2 separate regions of the Lactuca sativa genome follow, and region 2 is linked to region 1. A link is a contact called in public Hi-C data. All regions are on one chromosome and are shown on one strand. Each heading gives the region's core, a stretch centred on a gene start, on an enhancer-like site or on the middle of the called end of the contact. The rest is flanking DNA. Distances are from core to core; before and after follow the strand shown. Region 1 holds the start of LOC111887357 (protein CANDIDATE G-PROTEIN COUPLED RECEPTOR 7). Region 2 holds the start of LOC111887365.

What was found. A called contact is a pair of places that touch in the nucleus more often than the background predicts.
Region 2: a Hi-C map of seed shows a contact between it and region 1, with 9 times the contacts expected there. The contact joins the promoter of LOC111887365 here to the promoter of LOC111887357 in region 1. A contact is called at or near these places in 3 of 4 Hi-C or Micro-C datasets (leaf and seed).

Annotation. Positions count from the first base shown.
Region 1 is chr4:90,796,131-90,802,225 of Lsat_Salinas_v11, forward strand. It overlaps LOC111887357 (protein CANDIDATE G-PROTEIN COUPLED RECEPTOR 7), which reads right to left and starts at 1,504. Exons shown (of 2, transcript XM_023883523.3): 1 at 885-1,504; 2 at 1-797. The coding sequence starts at 1,332. The coding sequence ends at 82.
Region 2 is chr4:90,931,191-90,937,303 of Lsat_Salinas_v11, forward strand. It overlaps LOC111887365, which reads right to left and starts at 3,313. Exons shown (of 5, transcript XM_023883532.3): 1 at 3,031-3,313; 2 at 798-910; 3 at 1-45. The coding sequence starts at 3,313. LOC111887364 (alpha-ketoglutarate-dependent dioxygenase alkB) reads left to right here and starts at 3,522. Exons shown (of 8, transcript XM_023883531.3): 1 at 3,522-3,825; 2 at 4,507-4,620; 3 at 4,703-4,860; 4 at 4,971-5,308; 5 at 5,415-5,553; 6 at 5,836-5,902; 7 at 5,984-6,105. The coding sequence starts at 4,517.

The DNA.
Region 1 (6,095 bases), core at 254-2,753:
TTCTGAAATCAACTAAAGCTACCCATCAACCTACCAGTAAAGAACAAAGCTAAAACTCAAACTTAAAACACTCAAATTGTTCTACGAAAAGCTACTTGAAACTCGCACACTAAAATAGGAAGAAGGGCTAATCTGGACTGCTTTTTTATCATCATCCTCATGATCAAGTGGCCTAAAAATGAAAAACATCACCACACATACCACAAGAATACTGATTTCCTGTACCCCATAATTCATCCATGCGGGAAATAATCCACGAACAAGAAACCTCGTAAAGAGCACGTATAAAAAAACCACAATCCCAAATAGGCACAACCTGACCAGATTCATAGCAGCATTCGCATCAGCCTCACGATTCTTCTTCAACGAGATAACTGACAACACTATAGGGACGAAAATAACAAAGCAACAGATGATATCTAAGCTTGTAGAACTATAGGTCCAACGTTCCCGGTATATATTATAAGGTCCGTCGAATTTCCATATCAATATAGAATCTACATTAGCCCAGACCTGAACTATGATCACAAACATCAAAATCACTATTTCACATTCTTCCAAATACGGCTTCCACAAACACCATCCAGTACCGATCAACGTGATCACGGTAAACAAAAGCACAGTCCTGATAAGCTGAAATATGTAAAATAAGCCATCGAATCCATGAGGAGTACCTGTAACCTTCACAAAATATAGATCGGCTGCCGCACATATAAGCTGAACATAATTCATAAGAAGTAACCCACCCATGAGTAAATGGATCCCGTGAAAACATCGTTTGTTCTTTATCCAAAACCCTAGAAAACGCAAATAAATGAAGGAGGAAAAGAAGTAAAGAAACGGAAGGTGCGTTAGCCCTGCTGATAAATAGTTTCTGGTAGTACCATCATCCATGTTGTAGAGCTCTGCACGGCCTTCCGTAGTCACAAAGGATTCGCCTTCGCCGTTGCAATTGACAAAGAAAAGTGAGTTCATACCCGGATGTGTGACAGGGTATGATTTGTTGAACGCATGGGAAAGATCTTGGAAAGTAAAGACGGCTGAGTTTAATTTGAAATCCAAAGGGCAAATACTAGTGTTTTGCTGGTCTTGCACCTCACGCCGTTGAAGGACGAAACCACTATGCGTAGGATCGAAGGAGGTGGAGGAGTTGACCGTCAGGGAAGATATATCGAAGGATACGTAACCGGCATGTGAGAATTCGAAATCCGAGAAAAAGATCATATGTCGATTATCAGAATAGAGATTCAGAGATATGATATCCGCAGTGGATGGTGCAGTTAAGAGGAAGAAGACGACAACGGAAGTGAGAATTTTTTCTAAAATTATCATTTTGGTTTACCGGTGCGGGCTAACGGCGAAGGAAGGCGGTAGTCCAGAAAAGGTGAAACCGTGAGAGTAGGAGGATTATCCGGTGGTCGCTGAAACCCTTTTAACACAAACAAATAAAGGATAAGAAAAACAGGGATAAAGATGAAAGTTTAAAATTTGAAAAATAAATAACTGGTGTGATGATAAAAGATTCTATACTCTCGATTGCCGTGTTGTATATTAGGAGTGAATCCCGTACTACTTTCAAATATTGGATTTAAAGCAAGATTTATAATTTTTTTTGAAAATGGCAAATATTATTAAAAAATGACCACCGTCTAGCAAGTTGCTAGACGGGGCCAAGAAAACAACAGATTACAATAGCAGTTACAACAAAGATCAATGATCTCAAATACAGCTTAGAGGACATGCAGACCATTCTACCCACTTGAGATTACAGTTTGTTCTCCTATGTTTTAGCCAAGGATACACCATTGAATTCACTCCATCTATAATCTTAGAGGGGGAAGTACGTATGTTTTTAAACATCCGGTTGCATCTCGATTTTCATATCAGCCATATAGTGCCAAAACATACGTTGATGAAGTTATTTCTCCTCTTCACACATGATCCCCAACTATTTAAAAAACTTATGAGTTCTCCAATATCATGGAGTTGCGGTTGAGGAATCGCACACCATTTAAACACCAACTCCCAAACTGCAGTCGCCATAGGACAACGTATCAGTATATGTGTCGTATCTTCATCCTCCTACAAACATTGTGAACATTTTGCTTCAACCCCTGGCACCCCTCTTCTTATCAGCGCCTTGTTGGATGGAATTCGACCAAGATTGGCTCTCCAAATGAAAGTTAAGACCTTGATTGGGATATCATGTATCCATGGTATAATCACATCACTACTCGTCGGTTCCATATTATCCAGTTTTGATCTAAGGTCATGTACGTGATATTTTCCATCATTCGATATGGTGCACTTCCAATTATCCAACCCGGATGTCGGGCGGAAATCACCGATAACAGTTAAAAGCGTTTGCAAACTCTGTACCTGATCATCCGTTGTTAAGGGCGATCTCCACTTCCACATTGGACTTGCCTCGTGTATCCTTTCCTTAATTGTACATGACTTTCGGTGCTCCATTTGAAACAGCTCAGGAAATCTCTTTCTTAAAGGTTCCTTATCACACCATGCATCCATCCAAAAGAGAGTGTCGCCACCCTCTTTAACATGTTTTCTTAAAATATCTTGAAAACTGATTCCAGCCTTTTCTAATTCCTTTATTACCCCTACTATGTTGTTCCATACACCAGGGATGGTTTTCTTTGAAAGTCTCTCTGCAGGTTTATTTTTTAAGTTATGAATTCCCATAACTACTCTTCGCCACAGTGCTGATGTGTTATTCTTCATGTCCCACAACCATTTAACTATTAATGCCAGTGTAACACCCAAAGTTTTGAAAGCCAAGAAAGTAAAGGAAACCCTAAATTTAAAGGGGACTCGGCGAGTCCAAGGAGGAACTCGGCGAGTCCGAGCGGGATCCAAGTGGATGAGTAAGTGACCGACTCGGCGAGTCGGCCAAGGTGACTCGGCGAGTCTGGTCTGTGCGAGGAAAGCCCTAATCCCGGGAGTTGTACCCTATTTAAAGGGTGTTATGTCCCTCCCTCAGCCCCCCATATCAACCCAGAGAACCTGTAAACCCCATAGTTTCGTGTGAGCTTCCATCCTTGAGAGAAATAGCCTTGAGAGGAAGGAACCTTGGGAAGGAACTTGAAGATCAAGAAGGCTGCTTCAAAGGAGAGGTGTGTGCTCGAGATCTTCTTCAGTTGTGTTCATCTTGGAGGTAATGAGCTGCCATTTTCCCTCCTTTGTATCTAGATCTATTTTGTCATGAGATTTGGGGGTTTTATGGTTGTTTGAGACCCAAATCGGGTTAGGGGCTTGGATGTGTGGTTGTCACTTCAGATCCGTTGTTGGGATGGCCCAATATTCATAAAGCATCAGGAGATGAGTAGTTGGTGAAGCCCTTTTGTCCCTAAACCAAACCCTAGTATGTTTTGAGCCTAGATCTCTTTAGTTATACGTAAAGTTTGCAACTTTACGTAGGGATTGAGCTTCGGATGTATGGATCTATGGTTTGGAGTCCCTGCATGACTCAAAAGTCCTCTGCATGTTTGGAGATCTGAATGGACTCGACGAGTCCTTTGAGTAGACTCGGCGAGTAGCTTGAAGATGAGGAGGAACTCAACGAGTGGGATGAACAGCTCGTCGAGTCGGATGAAGATGGGCATGAACTCGGCGAGTTGGATGAACAACTCGGCGAGTTGGTTGAAGATTGTCTTGTACTCGGCGAGTCTGTTCTTAGACTCGACGAGTCAGGTCGCGTGGTCCCAAACCCTTCGAGTTAAGACCCGAGTCAGCGAGTCGAGCCAGGACTCAGTGAGTTGGACAGGACAGGAATCGGGAATCAGCAGACTCGGCAAGTCAAGGGCTGACTCGGCGAGTCAAGTCGCGATTAGAAGGACTCTGAGCCTAAGAACTCGGCGAGTCAGTATGTGGACTCGGCGAGTAGGGTTGACCTGGAAGGTTGACTTTGACCAGGATTTTGACTTGGACTAGAGTTGACTTGGTTGACTGTCGGGGGTCAGTTAGACTAAGTGTTTCATTGATGTTGATAGCTCGGGAAGCAAGTAGAGCAGGAGTTCCGTGAGTTGTCGGGCAGCGGCCAGTGGGATCAGCAGCAAGATCAGCCAGTGCAGGTGAGTTTCCCTTTGTGTGAATGGGTCTACGGCCACAATGTCGGCCCATGTAGTTATGAGTAGAAGTCCCGGGGGTTAGCCCTAGGCACAGTATGCTAGCATGATATTCGGACGAGGTCCAATGATAGAGGGCGGGTGCCCAAGGAATGGTTTATGTGATAGTTTATACTTGTTGTCTGTGTGATACTTGTATGTGCCTGGTAGGGAGGTGGGTGAGGGCAAGGTCCCGCACCTTACCAATAGCAGAGTATGGATGGTGTTCCACATCTCAGTAGCAGCTGATCAGGGGCGAGGCCCAAGTTAGGAAAGGGTGAGTGTGGGCTAGGCCCGTATCTCACTATCAGTAGGAGTATGGACGGGGTTCCATGACTCATCAGTAGCAGGATACGGGCGGGGCCCAGAGATAGGCGAGGCCTTAGAGCAAGAACTGTTAGTATATGTTTAGCTTATGTGTTGTTATGTGATATGTGTATGTCCTTTATTATGTTAGTGGGCGGGGCCCTGAGACAGGCGGGGCCTAAGTAAAACAAATCTGTATCCGAGCGGGGCTCGAAGCCAGGCGGGGCCTGGAGTGGCGGGGCCGTTGTAGCGGGCGAGGCCCGTGGTAAGGGGCGAGGCCCAGAATAGCGGGCGTGGCCCAGTATTTGCAGTTTGTGTTAGTTGCAGCTAGATAGAGGGTGTGGCCCAATATGTGCAGTGCATAGTTATGTGCATGGTATGTGGTAGGGTGGGGAACTCACTAAGCTTCGTGCTTACGGTTTTCAGTTTTGTTTTCAGGTACTTCTGGTAGCTGATAATGGAGCTCGGGGTGATCGCATGGCACACACCATAGGATTGTCAACCTGGGAATGTTTTACTCTGATAATGAACATGTGTTTTGAAAACTATTATGTTAATTATGCTTTGAATCAATGATTTTACTTTAAGTAATATTTTATTAAAAGAAATTTTTAGTCTTAAATTTTGGGTCGTTACAAGTTGGTATCAGAGCCTTGGTTTGAGGGATTCGGACATGCTCTCGGGTGTGTCTGAACTCAAAATGGGGAATTGGTATGAAAGTTTTCAAAACGAAAAGACAGTTTTGTAAAAAGAGGGTTTTGAGAAGGAAAATGGTTTTAGAAAAACACAAAGAATTAAGAAAGAAAAGAACTTTGAAAAGAGAAAATGGGTGTGGTGCATGCAATCAGCCGAGCTCAAGTAAGTACCCCAAAATACCCATACAAGTTTATGATTTTATTATCAGTTAGTAGAACTGCATGCTAGAATAGGGCTAAGGATCTAGGAAGGATGCCTTATATGCCTGATTATGTGTTTTGCGCTGCATGTTAATGCTGATTAGACAGTAGTAGGATAGCCTGTTTAGGTTATGCCTGATGTTATGAGTTGTGCTGCATGCTAGTTCAGATTCTTGCTATGTGAATATGATTGCTTGTGTATGTTATGGTTAGCTTTTCCCTTGTCCGAATGCTGCTTGCTTTGTGCATTGTGGGATTTTGAGTGATGGGAGTTAGCTATTAGGTGGATATCTCACGTCACATGTAATCAGGGTTGTATAATCTCAGAGTGCTGGATTTGGCCCTATTTCGCAGCTCTCGTTTGAGTCTAACCGTTGTAGGGACGAGTCTTTTACTCGAAGGATTATATGAGCCTCGTCACATGTGATAGTATCCAGGTAATGGCTAATTGGCATCGCGAGGAAGCCTCCAACAGCTGAGGACTGGTTTGAGTTGAGTCAGAGGTTTCCCTAGGGTAAGCCTAGGATGAGGTAATGCTGGGAGCAGTAGTAGTGGCTAAGGGATCTGGTGGAGTCAAGACAATTCCTGAGGAAAGTATGGATAGATGTGGAAGGTAGTATGGGCCCGTACTACTGAAAGCAGAGGCTCCGTACTCGATTCGGGAAGGGCCGAGACAAGACCGGAAACCTGGTAGGGTATGTTTGATCTCGCATCAGTGATAAGCATTTTGATAGTGACTATGTTGTATGTGCAGTATGGTGACGTTGCGAGA
Region 2 (6,113 bases), core at 2,063-4,562, 140 kb after region 1:
AATACCAATTGCTGTAAACCGTCGGACACTTGGGTAAGTGTCTAACTGTCATGTTAATACATAAAAACCACATACGTTAAATCTTTTAAACGTCATTCAATACACCAAATGGGAAGTGAAAATTGGCCGTTTACTCGATGATTTTCTTGATGCAAACATATTATGGCTTCTTTTCAAATGTTACACTTAGATTTTGACCCATACGAGTTAATATAGACGTTTCTAAACAATTCTCCATCATATTTGGATCGTCATGATGACTTGGGTGACAATTGACAAAAGAAGTTGAAAAGTATCCACTTTTTCTCATGTTATGAGAACCTACGGAATTTAAAATTATGAGAACACCTAAATGAAAATGTGCATACGACTTGATAATATGCTATATACAAAAGCAATAGTACATCATCTGAATGAGCCACATTTTCGTGTATGCTTTTTGTTGATGAAATTTTTTTGGTGGTAGAACTGGATGTTATGTTGGATATGTATAAGACAATGTTGGAATAAAAAGCGTTACACGTTAAACCAAAATAAATATATCTAGTGCAATTTCAGCGAGGAGTGCAATGACAAGGGAGTAGAAGTTTGCATTGGGGAGCAAGTCTTGCTCTTAAACCCAAAGGAGAGTTATAACTTGGGGTCTATGATCCATAACAAAAGGATGCAGAGGACGACGTACCTATCACATATCACATATGTTAGGGGAAAAGTCAACATGCTTATAAGATGTATGTAGCTGAAGTGGAACTCCAAAAAGGACAAACCGTTAGTGAAAAAACAGTAACAATCAATACCTTTTGGCTAAGAGTGAGCCACTCACCGCTCGAGCCATCAATTACCGTATCTCCAAAAATGATATTTGTGGTTTGTCCAGCTCTACCTTTGGTCCGCGAACGGTGTGAACGGTCTGAATCAAGTCAATAGTTATATGTACTTAGTAACTCTTACCTAACATGGAATACTATTGCATTTGATAGAATTAACATGATCTTGTTTATTTTCATTTAGGCTATGTTTGATGGATTATTTGAAAAACTATATGATAGTTAAAAAGTTAGCTATTAACTGATAAAAAATGATATTTGGTAAAACCAATAATTTAGCTAGTTTAAATATGTAAAATGACAGAGAAATGTAAGTAAAAGATTAAGTTTTTTTTAATAATAATTAATAATATATATATATATATATATATATATATATATATATATATATATATATATATATATATAGTCTATACATTTTTTTTAAAGTTAGCTTATAAATTATTTTTTTAATGTAACCAACATCAAACATAGAAAATCTAAATAAGTTTAAAGAAAAACCTAATAGTGGCATACAAAACAACGATCTTAATCCGCGCCCCAATTGAGTTCATTTAAAAAGAAGCATTTCTATGGTATGTGATTCTCGGCATGCAGGTACTGATTAAGATTGTAGGTAATTAACAATGAAGCACCAAATTAGTTTATCCATTTCTTAAAGTGAAATTGTTAGAAAAGCCTTAATATTTATGAAAAAGTTATATATTAGTCCTAAATTTTTATTTTTTTTTTTGAATGAAAAAGCCTGAAAACCGGCAAAAATTTGCATTTTGACTTTTTTTGACTAGTTGAAAGCGATACCAAATTAATTTGGGACTATTTCGTAAACCAACTCAAAATATTGAGATTTTTCTATAAACAAAAATATTATAAGTTTTCTGCAAACAAAACTATTATTATTATTATTACTATTATTATTATTATTATTATTAAAAATATAAATAAGAAGACTATTTTTTGAACTTGTTATTATTAATATTGTTAATAATACATATAAATGTATTTAACTGAAGAAATAATATCAGTGACATTATTTAAGGGTCAAGTTGGAGGAGATGGTGATGTTTTTAACATTGAAATCATGAATATGTGCTTGTATATTTTTACTTTGTATATCATCATTTCACATTTGTTATTATTTTTTTCAATTTAGAACATTAATACTTAACAATTTAAAAGAATTTGCATATTTGTAAAATTGTTTATAAATAGTTTAAGATATAAGGATTTCTCACTTTGTATATAGAATTATTTAAGGTAGAAGGATTACTTTCCAAATCCAACAAATCCACTACAAACATCTATATAGGTAGCACATATCAAAATTCAAAAGTATTAATTACAATATCTTGTTTAATAAAAAGTAAATACTTTTTAATTTTTATTAAACAAGATATTGTAATTAATACTTTTGAATTTTGATATGAGCTACCTATGTAGATGCGTGTTGTGGATTTGTTGGATTTAAAAAGCAATTTTTCTATCTTAAACAATTTTATATACAAAGTTAAAAATCCTTCTACCTTAAACTATTTATAAACAATTTTACAAATATGCAACTTCTATTAAATGGTTAAGTATTAATATTCTGAATTGACCATATACAAAGTAAAAATATTAAAAGCATCACCATCTCCTCCACCTCTATCCATAAACAATGTCATTAATATTATTCTTTCATTTAAATGCATTTATATGTATTATTAACTATATTAATAATAATAAGTTTTAAAAATAGTCTTCATATTTATATTTTTAATAATAATAATAATAATAATAATAATAATAATAATTATAATTATAATAATAATAAGGGTTTTGTTTGCAGAAAAGTAATAATATTTTTGTTTACAGAAAATTCCAAATATTTTAGATTAGTTTACGAAATAGTCCCAAATTTATTTGGTATCGGTTTCAACAAGTGGAAAAATATTAAAATGCAAATTTTTGCCGGTTTTCAAGATTTTTTCATTCATAAAAAAAAAAATATATTAAAATGTAACTTTTCCCTTCTCAAAACTACAACTACCTAATTTATTAAGCTTCTAAAGCATATGTTTCCTTGCAAATTATAAATAACAGGCATATAATTATTCACTTGATATTGTTAGGTTCATAATCTCACAGCCAAAAAACATGTAATTCGAACACGAATTGAAGAATATGATTGATATGTTGAAATGATAAAATTAGGGATAAAGACCTGAAATAATCTCGAGATCAGTTTCTTGAGGCGGTTCCTGAGTATTCTCACTAACCATTGACGACGACGACGATATATTTTCATTATTTAAACAATTAAAACGGCGATTAAGATCAATACGTCTTTCTGAGCAGAAATCTTTAATGTTCGTAATGATCTTACACTCACATCTCGAACGCAAAATGGGTGTTTGATAATTCTGCTGGCGAAAGGAAGTACGATTAACGGATGTTGGCCATAGCCCCTTCAGAACCACACCATGGATTACTGCTCTATGCACCATTTTCTATCGATTTTTCTAAAATCTGAATTCTAATCGAAGTTTTTCCAACATGTTATGCTAATTTCCGCGCCAAAGACCGGAGGAGAGACTTTGCAGGAAGTTTGTTTTTGTGTAATCAACAGTTGTGAAATGACAAAATTACCCTTTACGTTGCCGGGGTAAAATTGGAAATATGCAGTTGAAGTTATCAGCAGCTATGAACGCGTCTTTTTTTTTTTCCTCTTCAAATAAAACTTTCTTCCCCAAAACCCTTGTCGATCGCCATAACATCTCTCACCGGTGAATGCTTCGACTTAGGTGAGAACCTTGACGCCGACCACCGCTCGCATACTTCGCTGGACTTCTCCTCTGCTCAGCAACGTCACCAGATTTCTCCTCTGCTCTGCAATCGCTCACGCCCGTCGTCGCCGCCTGTCACGCCCACCGTCGCCGTCTCCGCCTGTTACGCCCGCTTTCGTTGTCTCCTTCGCTCACCACATCTTCACCATCGTCTCCGACCTCTGCTGCCAACGGTAAGAACAGTTTTCCTAAAAAAAGATGTTATCTTTTAGGGTTTGTTATAGTTGCTGGTAATCAGATGTTATTTTTGGTGAAATCAGATTAGTTTGCTGAAACACGAAAATCATATGTACATTTGCTGAAAATCGTATTTGTTTGCTGAAATCAGATGTTCATAGGTGCTGGAAATCAGATTTGTTTGCTGAAAATGTATATACTTTGCTGAAATATGAAAAATGTTGCTCAATTTGTTGAAATTAGTTGTTATTGTTGCTGGAAATCTTTTTTTTTTTTTTTTTTTTTTTTACTGAAACTAGTTATTGTTGCTGGAATAGTATTCACATCTGATGTTTTAGTGCTTTAATTCATATATTTCGTAGTTCATTGAAATACATAGCGAACGAGTTATATCTGTTTTTTTTTTTTTTTTTTTTTTGGTATAATATGTGAAATTTGTTTGATGAATGATTCTTGGACCATTTAGAAAATTGATTTTAGCTGTTTTAAACTTGTACAAATATGGTTTGATCTATTTATCAACCATTATGTTATTATGTTATATATTATGTTATATATCATAACTAATAATGTATATTAGTTGCCTTTTCTTTGCTAAAAGAATTGCAACTTTGTTTTGAAGTTGTTTTAATGATTTTTTTAAAAATATATTATTTGTGGTTGATTCAAACTCTTAGGATACATCAAATGTATGGATCTGATGGCGTAAACGAAGATTCAGAGAGAACTGCCTTTCGAAAAACTGAGAAAAAGTACAAACTATATTATGATAATAACAAATCTTCCAAAAAGTAAGAAATTCATTCATTAATTTGTATTGTATAGTTGATTTGAAGTTTGAAGTTGTAAAGTAAATGGTTTGTTTAATTTCAGGAAGAAGAAACCGAGGCCTGTAGATTTGTCAGAGGTTATCGATTTTAAGTCTGTTTCAGAGTCCTTTACTAGAAACAATGATGTTCATCTTCCTATTGGAGTTTCAAAGCTTGAATGTCAGTTTGCTAGGCCAGTTTTCAGTTTGGATAAATGCCCTGGTATGCAATCATTATTTATTTATCTCTTATGGTTATGTTATGTGGTTAATTTAATTTGTTTATAGTACATATAGTTGATAGTTGATAATGATGTGTGTTCTCAACTGCAGGTTTCTATTTCATTCCTGAAGCATTGAGTATTGAGGAACAATACAGATGGATTAAGGAGAGCTTAGTGAGTTTTCCTGAACCTCCAAACAGAACTAATCACAATGCTGTTCATGGAGCCATACATGATCTGTTCAATGCTGCAAAAGATAGAAAAGTGTTGGTTGAAGAGGAAAAGATAATATTACCTGGTGAAGAAGATGCTCATACTCATAAATGGGAATGGGCTACTTGTGATGAACCAAGTGGAAATACAAATACTAGTAAATCAATATCAGCATCTGTCTTGCTAAGGAAACTGAGATGGAGTACTCTTGGTCTCCAATTTGACTGGTCAAAGGTCTGCCTTTTATTCACAACCCCAAATTTATACAGACTATTTACTTGTAGAGACTCTATAGTATACATTGATAATTTATGGTAAAAATTTTTATGTTTTCATGTAGAGGAGTTATAATGTTTCACTCCCTCACAACAAGATCCCGGATGCTCTTTGTGAAGTTGCTAAGAAAATGGCTTCTCCTGCTATGCCAGTTGGAGAAGAATTTCAACCAGAAGCTGCTATTGTTAATTACTTTGCTTCAGGTACTAATTCTATTTGCTATTTGCAATTTGCATACTAATATCTTTATACATTTTAATTTTTGAAGATTCTTAATGTCGAAAGTCTTTAGTTAGATCAAGTGGAAATGTCACTAAATAGTAAAAAGTTTCATAGTACTTTCAATTAGGTCACTTTTTTTCAGAAAAATGGAGCAAAAAGGTTGGAGTGAAATAGGTTAACTGTGAAACTGTTGTGTGTGTGTGTATATATATATATATATATATATATATATATATATATATATTAACTTAGTGATTTTATAGGTGATATGTTGGGTGGTCACCTTGATGACATGGAGGCAGATTGGAGCAAACCTATAGTAAGCATGAGGTAGGTATATTTACATTGCATCATAATTTTATTTAAATATATAATAGGAGCTGACATGGACAGTTTGATTTATTAATGAAGTTTGGGATGCAAAGCAATTTTTCTTCTTGGAGGGAAGTCCAGAAATGATGAACCGTTAGCTATGTTTCTGCGCAGTGGTGATATTGTTCTTATGGCTGGAGAAGCAAGGGAGCGTTTTCATGGTCACTAC